Linked DNA regions of Mus musculus: all the other regions are linked to region 1. A link is a contact called in public HiCAR-type, HiChIP or PLAC-seq and promoter capture Hi-C data. All regions are on one chromosome and are shown on one strand. The core of a region is the stretch at or near the end of the contact, and the rest is flanking DNA. Distances in the headings are between cores, read along the strand shown.

Region 1 (2,867 bases), core at 183-2,682:
AATGTCACTGCCAGGTGTCAGCTCCTACCAGTACACACTTATGCATACGTCCCTGCTTCTTTGTTGTTCATAAATTCTAAGAAACATTTTTTAACATCCATGTGGAAACTCAGAGTTGGAATGTGCCTTGCAGTCAGCAAAGCCCCATATCTGTAATACTGATGGAAGGGTAAGAGATCCCTAAAAGGACTCCCTAAGGTCCAAAGACTGCAGAAAGTAATGATTGATTTTGTAATTGAATGTTGAATGACGCACATTGAGAAAGCATCTTTCATTTTCCCCATCTCTCCCTTTAGTCCCTCTTCACCCACTCTCTATAACACTGCATATTTTTATGTGTTGCTTTGTAAGATACTTAGAGTTTGTGTCTTGTATGCACTCAACTTCCACTTTGGATCACAAGCTCCTGGAGGCATGGTCAATTTTACTTTCCCCCATGGCATGCCTAAATGTGTATCAAGTAAATAGACCTAGAAAAATTCATGTTGCTATCATGGAGGACATGGAGTTTGATTTGAGTGTGGATTTCATGACAGGTAAAAGACTTGCAGGTTTTTAAGAAATTGTTGCCTATGACCTTGGCCTCTCCTTGGCAATCAAACTCACAGCACCTTTTGGAGAAGAGGCATCCTTATAGTGATGGAGTGCTCATTAGAGGAGAGAGGCTCAAATGCAAAGACAGACTGCTGCCTGTCCTTGTTAGGGGAGACACAGACTGGGATAATAGTAATAAATAGGTATGTGTCACAAACCTGCCTGCGTTCGCTCTTAACTCCTGCATTTTGTTTTCTAGGAGCAGTGCAAGCAAACTAAGATCCAAACACCCAGGGCTTATCAATTCCAACCCCCTCCTCCACTCCTCTACCCCCCCCCACACACACACATACACACAAACCACCACCATCACCCCAGTCACCACATCACACACGCACACAACACACACACACACACACACACACACACACACACACACACACCAAGAAAGTCCCCCAAATGCAAAGCCTGCCCTGCTTGTGCTTATCTCAACTCCCTAGCCTTGGCTACACACACTGGCTAAGTCCCTGCTGGGGAAAGATGCACCCCTGACTACCTTTTAGCCCAGTTGCCAGTCCCTAGTGCAACAGCAAGGCAGGCACATTTTGATGCATGTGCACGAGTCTAATCATCGGTAACTTCACTCCCGTTTAACAACATTACATCGTGTGAACAGAAAGTCACAGCTCCGCTCGGTGCTCACTATACGTTCTGGTCAATAATGGTAACAAAAGCAGAGTATCCCCCTGTTTAGGGAAAAGAAGAAAAGCACAGCCTTTCTGCAACCCTCCCGTTTTGCAAAGCGTTCCCCTTTCCAAGTGTTTCCTCTTTAATTATGACCTGTTTCCCCTCCCTCTTCCCCCCGCCCCAGCTTCTGTGAAAGGAGCCCTTCTGTCACTCGTCACTCGCTTGCTCGCTCGCCCGCTCGCTAGCTCGTTCGCTCGCTGTGGGAGGAGCCCGCCAGAGGAAGCCGTGTGCCTGGGATGCCAAGAACCAGAGAATGGATCTGCTCCGAGTGGGCACATTGCTAAGGATCCCGGCTTCCCGAGGCGACTGAAAACAAGCATTTGGTTTCGGCTGCCTGCAGATACCCGGAGACACAACGAGACCTAAGCGGACCAGAGGAGGGACAGACCGACTGACAGATAGATGGTCGGCGCGAACCCTGGAGGACCGGCGGCGGAGGCTGAGCACCGCGAGCCCAGCCGCCGCGCTTGAAGAGAAACTAACTGCACACCCAAGTTGCCCGCCGGCTGCCCGCGCGCTGAGGAATGAGACCTTTCCAGCTGGATTTGCTCTTCCTCTGCTTCTTCCTCTTCAGTCAAGGTAGGAACCCGGCGCGCCGGAGTTGGAGCAAAGTCGGCGGCGGCGGCGGCGGCGGCAGCGGAGGGCGCGGGTGGCTGAGGGCTGAGGGCTGAGAGCTGGGAGGTGGACAGGCTCGGGAACTCGTACTAGCTGAGGGTCTTGGTGCCGGCCCATTGGCAGTTAAGTAGCATTGCTTCTTTGCATTTGCAAATGCTACAAAATGGAACTGTGGGTTTCCCTTCGGAAGGAAGGGGCTGGGAGAACAGGGGAGGCTGCACTTTCTCGTCTTTCTTGTCCACGTCCAACTCCAACTCTCCGATGCATGTAAGTTCTTTATGCACCCGGTATATTAATTAGGTAACATCCGTGTGGCTAGGCCATTCGGAACTTCTGGGTGCCTGCTCGCCTTTCTAGCCAGGTTGGAAAAGGGGAGCCTGGCGTAGGTGGAGATTTCAGTTTCAGTAAGGTCTAACTTGCCCGGGTGTGTTTAAAGCAAATGTGCGAGGTCTGCACAGTTGCAGAAAGGGATGCGATTAGGGAAGGTTCTGAGGCGGGTATTTACAGTGGCTGGGGAAAAGAACGCTTGTAAAGAGTTACATTGAATGTCACCCATTTCCCTGAGCAAGGCTGAATTCTGAATCCTACCAAGCACTGGATTAGGTGTATGAAATGGAATTTCGCCCCTGGTGCCGATTGCTTCCTTTCTGCAATCCTAGCAGGTGGACTCTCCAGAAAGAACTTTGCTACCTCTGGGATCCTTGCCACTGAGAGTCATGGGGTGGGTCATGGTGGAGGGAGGACTAAGCACGCGCCTACTTAGCTAAAGGCATCAACAGTCACCTGTGGAATTAAGACTGAAAGAGCCAAGTCAACCCATTCCGTCCCACTCTTTTGGAATGGCAGTGCCACCTCTGCCATCTGAGGCAGCATGTGTGCCTGCCAGCACAGCTCTTGGAGGGACAGGACTTTCAGAAAAAAAAAAAAAATCCACAACAGAGAACATCCATCTGTTGATTAAATGAAGGGTA
Region 2 (2,867 bases), core at 151-2,650, 92 kb before region 1:
TCCTTCTGCCACCTAGCTGTAGATTCATTGTGAAGGTAATCATCCTGGCTTTGTGACATTTCCTATATCTCCTCCTACCACCGCCTAAATTCAGGCCCTGATTGTGCTAATTGACTATCAGTTATTGTGACAAAATACTCGAGAGGAGAATCTTAAAGGGAAGGGAGGTTTACTTTGGTTCACAGTTTCAGAAAAGCCACATGTGCACTAATACATTCAGCATAGAAGTCAAGCCCTTCATTTACAATGCGCGCACAGGAAGACCTGTATGTTTCTGATTGCACACTCATGTGCACCCACGCCGAAAAAGACAGTAAAACAAACTCCTTAAACACATGGCCAGTGACGTGCTCTCCTGCTCCGAGTACTGCAAACCATACCTGTCTGATGTTGCTCCGAAAATGCCAAGCCACAGAATGGGGCCTACTGAGGCCGAAAGAAATCCGTGTATGGTAGATAGATATGAAAGCCAGGACCATGGCCAACAGAGGCTGCCACTGGTGAGGATAAGAAACCCACCCAAGAATATGTTCAGGAAGAAGAGAATAAAAGTGCAGACAAACCAAAAATGCTACATACACACACACACACACACACACACACACACACACACATCTTTCCAGATACACAGTAGCCAACATTGACATGTCTGACATACAAAACACTCTCTCTCTCCCTATCTCTCTCCCTCCCCCTTCCTCTCCCTCTCTCTCTCTCCCTCTCCCTCTCCCTCTGCCTCTCTCTCCCTCCCTTCCTCCCTCCCTCTCTCCCTCTCCCTCCCTTCCTCCCTCCCTCCCTCCCCCTCTCTCTCTCCCTCTCCCTCTGCCTCTCTCTCTCTCTCTCTCTCTCTCTCTCTCTCTCTCTCTCTCTCTCTCTCTCTGCCACACATCTGGGGCCAGGAGGAATATGAGAGTGAATGAATGAATGAATTCAGGGCACCCTGATAAATTCCCCTAGGGATAAAATCCAAAGCGTCTGCTTCTCAGAGATAAACAGAAAGCTTTGCTCCTTGGAGGCATGGCCAGTGGCTGAGCACCACGCTAATCTCCTCTGCACCAGGTCCCAGGCACCACAGCAAATGTGTATCAAAAAAAAAATTTTTTTTTGTAATGGAGGCAAAGAAGAGAGAGATTCTTTCTCACTAAAGGCAGTAATGTGAATTCAAATGCTCTTTGCCGTCTGGATGAAAGCAACCAAAATTGATGTTGTTTCAAAGTGGGTGTAGGAGAACTAGCAGAGGAATAGATTAATTTGGCGGTGCAGATGAAACCCACTCCCTGGGTAACTGGGTGGGGCTGGGCTAGCTGCCAGCGAGCCTGAAATGCCACACACTTCCCCTGTGTTATGTGCCTGCCTCCAGGAGTACTTTCCCATCTAGTGTGTCATTTGATCTTCCAAGCACTGCAGTGAGCTATGGCGGAAAAGAAACTATTCTTTCATATCCACAGAAGTTAACTGGGGCCCAAGAGATCCCCAGAGAGGTATCCATTTCTGTTACACTAAAACCAGGGCTCTGGGCCAGTGTTCCCTGGCCAATGGGCAAACATTACCTGGAGAATGTACTGGCAGTCAGTCTCCATCCTCCAGTGCAGGTAGGGCAGACCATTAGAGCTGGTTCACAGATGAGCACAGGTCTGGGGTCACTCATCTGTGCAATCCCTATCTATTGGTACTGAGTTTGAATGATCTGTCCAAAGTGTCCAGTAACAAACTTGTTGACAGGACACAGTTTAACCCTAAGCTAAATAACAGATGCCACCAAAGGGTCCCAGCAAGGGAGGAGTGGTTTTCAGCCCCCAGACATATGAGGAGCCAGAGGAAATGCCACTCAACGGTTGACTCAGTGATCTCAACAAGGCTCTATCCCCTCCCCAGGCTTCTGATGCCACATCTATGCAAAACTCAAACACCCAGTGTCTGGTAAACAGTCACTCCTCCAGATAAAGATGTTTCAGTTTCTTTGGCTCAGGTAAAGCCATATCTCCAGAACAAAAACCCCAGTAATCCTCCTAGCAAAAAACGTATCATTGTGATATCACTCCCTGATTGTAGTTTCCTTCAAAATCTCAAGTCAAAGGGCTCAGGGAAGTAGAGCTTGTAAACTGCTTGCATTGAAAGCATGGGGGCTTGAATTTGAACCCTAGAACCCAGATTTTAAAATCCACGCATGGTGGCTTATACTTATAAGGTAAGCCCTGGATAGGTCAGGGGTAGGATCCAATTCTGCTTGTTAAGTTCCAGCCCAGTGAGAGAACCTGTCTCAAAACAAATATGGCCAGTGCCTGAGGAAGGACACCTGAGGTTTCACAGTTCATACTGTGTGCACGCACACACACACACATACACACACACACACACACACACACACACACACACAGAATCTCAACACACTTCATCCCAACCTTTACTCTCTCCAAAGTTAAGAGTCCAGGCAATTGTCATTCTTCTGGTCTCTGCTTTGGATGTGGGGATGTCTAAGGAAAACGGGCCTTTCAACCGGTATCCTAGAACAGGGTTGAGACTGGATTCCAGGTGTCCTGGTCTCTTACTAAGCAGCTCGGTACTGAGAGTAGTGCAAAGACCCGTTCCCTGGTCTTTAACCAAACATGCCATCGTTATTCCATCACCCAAAACAGGTTCCTTTGGCATGATGTGTCCTTTCTAGCTTCAAAATGCCTTTCAGCAACTGTACACATCCCTGAGATCCATGTTTAACACCTTTGAACTCAAATTATCTCTTAACACTGAAGAAATTTATAGGTAACAGACTCTGACACAAAGAAAGTGCAACTGGAATATGGTGATGGGGAGAAACCAGAGGTCAGAGAAGATCCCCAAAGCAGCCAGTCCCAAAAGATGACCTTTGA
Region 3 (2,867 bases), core at 158-2,657, 86 kb after region 1:
CATCACTTAGTCTTGTGTCATGAGAATAAAATAGCATCGCTAATTATGATAATGAATAGCCAGAGAGTGCCCAGGGAAGCTCATCACAGTACCCATTATTGCAACAAGTCCCCTCCCACCCCCAGTTACACTTGACTTGCTTTGCCAGTGGGAATGAGGGAGAAAGTAGCAATTAGGTGGACAGACCAGATTGCTTTGTAGTACCTCAGGTTGGAGACAAAGGTCCCAGAAACAGAATGGATTCGACATAACATGGTAGTTCTTTGGGGAGAGGGGAAGTTCTTCCTTCCCATGTTCACCAGCGTCTTATTAAAGATAATAGCAAAGATGAGCTGTTTCTGTCTCAGACAGTGTTGCTGGTTTTGCATGTACCTACGGTGCATTCTTGATTGGTGCCTGGTATGAAAGGGTTGGTTCAACCTGGGCCATCAAAGTGCTGGGACATTTACCTGGGGCTGCAGGGGGAGTGTGAGACAGGAAGAAAGGAAGTGACAAATGTTAATCTAGGATAGTAAAAGGTAGGATTGAGCAGGGAGCAAGAACTGGTTCAGAGAGGATACGGTACAGCTTGTCCCTGTAGGGACCAGGAGCTACTCTGGGCCAGGTTACTTTGCCAGGTATGAAACTGGAAGCAACCATTCCCTCCCAGGGAAGATGTCCATGCTGCCTGTTGCTTGTGCTCTCAGCCTAATTTGTCCTTCTGGAAGAAACTCTGGCCTTTGGACTGATCCTGTTAGACCTTGCTCCGTTTCATCTAGGCCCTTTGACTTGCCATAGCTCTCATCACCGGCCCAAACATTGGTTTTTGCCTCTCTGGTGGCATGCATGTGGAGCTAATAGGCACTCAGGAGGGCCTAGTGTTAGTTCCTACTGCATGGTCTAACGAACTCACCACCCACCCTGGTACAAACACCCCTCCTCTCTCCCATTCTCCCCTCCCACCCTTAATACTTTCTGAGATTCAACCACATCTAGATTATTCTTAGGTAGCTAGAAAAGGGACAACACAGAAATCTGAGCCGAGCCTCAGCTTCTCTGGCTGTCAGTAGCCACAAGGCCATGGAGGTAATTTAATGGCTGGGCAGTTTTAACACAAAGTCCCTGCTTGGTCTCTGCAGCACAGTACACATTGGATTGGGCCATATGGAGACTTTTCCACCAGATGCACTGACGGCTTCGTTCGCTCTGTCTGCAAAAATCTCTATTAGGGTTTTTTTTTTTTAAATTAGACAAATGTCAGTGTTTTATTCAGGGTAGGAAACTGTTTTCTGAGTTTGACAACAATGCCATTTTCAAAGAATCTCAGTATGGCGACTGCCTTTTCTTTGCAAACCTCCTTCCCACCTTGTGTCTCCTGCTTAGATAGGCCATGCCTGGAACATAGAATTGTCATACTGTTGCCACCGGCACCACCCTCTCTCCTTCTGTCATCCCTTGGAGCTTTATGTCTTCTGTGGCTTCCCACCTCCCAAACCCTTCTGCCCCATCTCCATCTGTTCAGAGACGATGGCTTCCCCAGAGAAGATAAAATGCAGAAAAGTAGTTAGCCTGGGGCAGAGCGTTTATGAAGCTTAACCTTCCTCCTGACAAACGTAACACTACTAAGCCCAAGGCTTAGTCCGGGGTTACCTTTGGGCCTTTCTACCTTCACAATTGTAGACTAGCAAGGAATCTCAGCAGTGCTCCCACTTCAGGCGTCGTGAGCTCTGAGTGTTGAGAATTCACTGCACACCTAGTTTCCTGGGATGAGAGGTGTGTTATGGAAAACATATCAAACCGAATTTGAGCTCCAGTTAGCCCAGCTATCTCACTGGCTACCAGGTTTCAGTTTTTGAGTGACTGAGACACTCCCCCAATTTCCTTATCCATACAGTAGAGATATTATGATCTACATCGTGGAACTGTTCTAAGAGTTAATAAGTGAGTTTATGAAAATCTCTTAACACGGCGTCAGCACCTTTGAAAGCTCTTTGTAAAACGTGGCCAGAGTTTTCTTTAGAATGGCCCAAGGCCTTCTGGGTCTGACCATAAGCTTTCCATATCCTTGCCAGGCCTTGTGCTGCCCATACATACAAACTACTTAGATGATGATTTAGAGATTCTTCTGCTTGCCCAAAAGCACCAAAAAAAGACTCATGATTCCTCAGTCCCCTGGATGGACCCTTTTGTGCCACAGCCTGTGTCCCTTGGTGTAGCTGTATCTCTTGTAAGCTGAGGCTTCTTTCAGCTGATGGGTGTGTGTGTATCACATAGCTACACCATACCCCCGACCTGAGTACTCAAGCTCAGCTCCTCCAGGAAGGTCTGCAATTGAGTTCTGCAAAGCCTTGTGCCTTTGAGAGATGCAATGTGGAGCCTTCGGTCAGGTCTCAGAGAGCTAGGACACTGTAGAGGAAGTTAGCCTGCAGATACACACAGGGCTCAGTCAGCTTTGTTGCTCTGGGTTCAGACTGACAATTTAGATGGATTTTAATGACTCCAAAGCATTTTATCTTTTACAACCCCTGGAACTGCTATGCACCCTTAACAAATTGCAGGCTTTCCGTCCCTTGCTGCCTGTCATCTTCAGTTAATACAGGGTCCATTAGGACTTGAGAAACTTATTATTGCAATAAAAAAATATATCCTATCCATATCACAGACCATATATCTGAATCTTGCATAACACTCTCCTAGGGATTAATCCATATTTTAACCAAGTGTCTCATAATGGTAATGTTTTGGTCCCGTGCACAGCCATTTCCCCGAATACTGAGATGGTAGTAGCAAAAGGTCACTGAGGTCAACAGACAGCCTCTCGTGGCATGATAGAGGACAAAGAGCAACCCCATGTCTTCTGCTAGGCTTCTCAGGAGCCTTCTGGCCAG
Region 4 (2,867 bases), core at 135-2,634, 70 kb after region 1:
GAGGGAGTAAGCGAAATGTCAAAGAAGGGAGGGGAATAAAGGAAAGGTCAGTAATGGATTCCAGTCCATTCATTCACTCACTCATTCATACATCCTGAATGATATAGAAAGACAGTTGTAAGCAGGCTGTATGCCAGGTGTCAGAGATATAGCAGTACCCAGAAGCATCCCTCTCCTTCCATGAGCTTGCTGACAACCTGGGAGGCAGGTATTCACACAACTGAGACAATGTAGGCTATATGATGGGCCAAGCTCTGAGGGTTGTTGGAACACTTCCACATACAGAAGCAGAGATGGGCAGAGGGAATAAATCATTCCAAGCTTGGAGAAAAACATCCATGGCATAGTGTGGCAATGTCAGGGTAGCAAGGAGAAAAGGCAGAGGGTGTTGGTTACAGTAAAGCCAAAACTACATGTCTGCAGATCTTAAGTAGCCTGATAGTCTGGGGCAAGGTTCTGAGGTAGTTCTAAGAGGAAGAAGGGGCCTTGATGCAGGGGTGGGGTGTGACTTCTGGTTGCCATAGTATGCAGTGTTCTAGATGGGGCAGGGAAGAGCACAGGGAGAAGATAAGAAGTGCCTTGCAGAGAAAGACAACAGGTGAGATGGACGTGATGGCTAAGGGATAGAGAGAAGCCTGTGACCAGCTTTAATCCACAGCCAACTTCCTAGTTAAGTAAGATCTGAGGCCCTGGTAGGGAAGGGTGGAGACCTGGAGTCCAGAAAAGCAGATTAGCCACAGAGGCAAATGTTAAGATGGAGAACCTTTGCAGGCAGGGAAGGGCTCTTGCCACAGAACCTGAGTGGAATTAGAAAAGGTGAGGAGGCTTGCGGCAGGTGCCAGGCAAGGGGTAGTGGCCATTGGATGTTGTCTTAGGGACCATGCTCAGAGCAGCCCCATTCCAACACACCAAGCACAGGGCTCCCTTGGCAAGGGAGAAACATGCGCATCTCAAATAATGGCGGAGGAGAGGGCTTTGCGAGCACAAAGAGGCTCATTCATGAACTCACCAAGTTGTGCCTGTTGCCACAGTAACCTGTCAAGGGTTTGGCAGATCTAGGAGGGAGGTTTAAAAAAAAAAAAAAAAAACCCACACAACTAAAACAAAAACAAAACCCCCTGAGTTACAGTACTCAAAGCAAATTAGGTCACTGTTACGAGTTATTAATTTTAATGCATTAAGAAAAAGTGTGCAGGGGGAGTACAGGACTTTTTTTTAACGCGGCAAATGGGGAACAGGAAAAAGTACAACAATAATTATGCTGAAAGCAAAGTGAAGCGTTCCATAAAATGAAAGAAATGAACAAATTGCACACCCCTCCCTCCTCTTCCCTCAAGTTCTTTTAGGGGTTGCTGGGGTGGGGGTGGGGTGGCTCCCTCACAGCCCTCTGATGCAATTACAAGCCCTCATCTTGCTTCTTTGTATGTGTCGCGTGCTGTTACTTAAGCCACTCTGAAACTCCAGGATGAAAAGAAAGCAGGGAGGACCACTGCCTGGGGCTGAGTTATGTTCAATGTGGAATCCCTCTTAGGCGAACGTGTAGCCTACTGAGGGGAGACTGGATGCTGTGGACAGATTCTCCAGGGAGTAGGGACTCACAGAGACTCCAGGCATTTTGGTCTTTGGGCTTGGCTGACTTGGAGTGTCAACAGCTTCCGTAAATGCTGTTTCTCTGGCTGCAGAACTGGGTCATGTACCACTCTGGCTTCCTTGGCTTTTGTTCAAAGCTTCCCTGGAGCATGAAGAATCCTGCAAAGGAAGCCCAGGCCTCTGTCCCCTCCCAGTACTGCCTTCACTGGACTTTCTTGCTTTCTGTCCTTTGGGCCACAGTTCCTGAGCTGTCATGGAGGCAGGAACTCAGGGCACTGTGTCTGATTTCTGAGCAGTCTTCCCAAAGCCCAGCCGACATCAGGACATTCCCCAGCCTACGGACTGCCCACACCCCACACCCCACCCCCAGTTGCCTACAAGACAAATTGTGAAGTATTTCAAGCCCTAGGAAATCAGATCCCTCCGGGAACTTTTCTGTCCTCTTTTCTGGTCACCCTTCACAAGCTTGTGGTCCAGCGAAAGAAATGCTTCTGCGGTCTGCAAGTCCAAACCGTTGTCACTCGTCGCCCCTCTACTGGGATCCAGCCCACTTCTCTGCTGAGCAACCCTCTGTCCATCCTCAGAGTCACTGACATTTTTATGCAGAGTGGGACACTCCCTTCTGTGGGCTCTGTTGAAAAACACCTTGACCACAGCACACATCGATGGCTCATGCCTCATTGCACGCCTCAGTCCCCGAAACCCTTGGGGAGATCCATCCCTGAGCCTGTCTCCAGCATAGAGGAAGCATGGGGCCACTCAACAAATAGTTATCTTATTGCTTTCCTGGCCTCAATTCTCCGTGTATCAATGGAAAAGCCCTCCAGACTTCCTCAAAACCTATTTTAAACTACAGATCCCCATGTAGCATCCCCTGCCGTGTGAGTTGAGGATCAAAGTGCTAGAAGTCCAGCCTGGACAGTCTTTTTTTTAGAGGATGCTTTCTCCAAGGTCACACATCCCAAGAACAGCTCCTCTGAGATTTTGAGAACAAAAGTGGATAAAGTGCTGGCCTCATACATGGATGTTGCTGGAAGCTCAGGAGATGTCAAGGGAAGTGGGGAAGGGTTTGAGTCTCTGGTTTGTTTTATACTCTGTGGTTAGATGGCTTCAGTAAAGGTCATATCCACATTTTCTTGTATTCCCAAAGAGCATTGGTTAAAGCAGACTCTTTTTTTTTTTCATCTATTAAAATGTATTCCTTTTACGATAAACAGGGACAGGAAGTTGCAAGCCCAGCAGGATCTCTTAGAAGCCTGACACATTTCAAATGTAGC

The links. Promoter capture Hi-C pulls out the DNA fragments that hold promoters and counts their contacts. HiCAR-type assays count read pairs that join an accessible place to other places. HiChIP or PLAC-seq counts read pairs in DNA pulled down with a chosen protein or histone mark.
Region 2: an H3K4me3 HiChIP or PLAC-seq map of craniofacial prominence shows a contact between it and region 1, with 5 times the contacts expected there. The contact joins the enhancer-like site here to the promoter of Kirrel3 in region 1. A contact is called at or near these places in 2 of 39 promoter capture datasets (embryonic stem cells and stem cell-derived epiblast-like cells), 8 of 484 Hi-C or Micro-C datasets (the HL-1 cell line, brown adipocytes, cortical neurons and 5 more), 4 of 115 datasets of contacts at active chromatin or transcription factors (craniofacial prominence, embryonic stem cells and stem cell-derived neural progenitor cells) and 3 of 9 other capture datasets (embryonic stem cells, liver and pancreatic islet).
Region 3: a contact with region 1 is called in a promoter capture Hi-C map of hippocampal neurons, with 2.4 times the contacts expected there. The contact joins the enhancer-like site here to the promoter of Kirrel3 in region 1. A contact is called at or near these places in 1 of 39 promoter capture datasets (hippocampal neurons), 3 of 484 Hi-C or Micro-C datasets (cerebral cortex, cortical neurons and uterus), 4 of 115 datasets of contacts at active chromatin or transcription factors (astrocytes, embryonic stem cells, neural progenitor cells and 1 more) and 1 of 9 other capture datasets (pancreatic islet).
Region 4: a HiCAR-type map of astrocytes shows a contact between it and region 1, with 4 times the contacts expected there. The contact joins the enhancer-like site here to the promoter of Kirrel3 in region 1. A contact is called at or near these places in 1 of 484 Hi-C or Micro-C datasets (cerebral cortex), 4 of 115 datasets of contacts at active chromatin or transcription factors (astrocytes, embryonic stem cells and pancreatic cancer cells) and 2 of 9 other capture datasets (adipose tissue and liver).

Annotation. Positions count from the first base shown.
Region 1 is chr9:34,487,299-34,490,165 of GRCm38.p6, forward strand. It overlaps Kirrel3 (kirre like nephrin family adhesion molecule 3), which reads left to right and starts at 1,433. Exons shown (of 17, transcript NM_001190911.1): 1 at 1,433-1,860. The coding sequence starts at 1,806.
Region 2 is chr9:34,395,036-34,397,902 of GRCm38.p6, forward strand. No RefSeq gene overlaps it. Among named protein-coding and RNA genes, the nearest start is that of Kirrel3, 92 kb to the right of the region's middle. Within about 2 kb of position 1,401, at least 11 of the 459 cell types and tissues checked have an H3K27ac peak or open chromatin away from gene starts, as enhancers often do. A contact at or near this core is called in craniofacial prominence, where this site is marked.
Region 3 is chr9:34,573,369-34,576,235 of GRCm38.p6, forward strand. The region is part of intron 1 of Kirrel3 (kirre like nephrin family adhesion molecule 3); the gene reads left to right. Among named protein-coding and RNA genes, the nearest start is that of Kirrel3, 86 kb to the left of the region's middle. Within about 2 kb of position 1,408, at least 7 of the 459 cell types and tissues checked have an H3K27ac peak or open chromatin away from gene starts, as enhancers often do. A contact at or near this core is called in hippocampal neurons, where this site is marked.
Region 4 is chr9:34,557,082-34,559,948 of GRCm38.p6, forward strand. All of the region lies in intron 1 of Kirrel3 (kirre like nephrin family adhesion molecule 3), which reads left to right. Among named protein-coding and RNA genes, the nearest start is that of Kirrel3, 70 kb to the left of the region's middle. Within about 2 kb of position 1,385, at least 74 of the 459 cell types and tissues checked have an H3K27ac peak or open chromatin away from gene starts, as enhancers often do. A contact at or near this core is called in astrocytes and cerebral cortex, where this site is marked.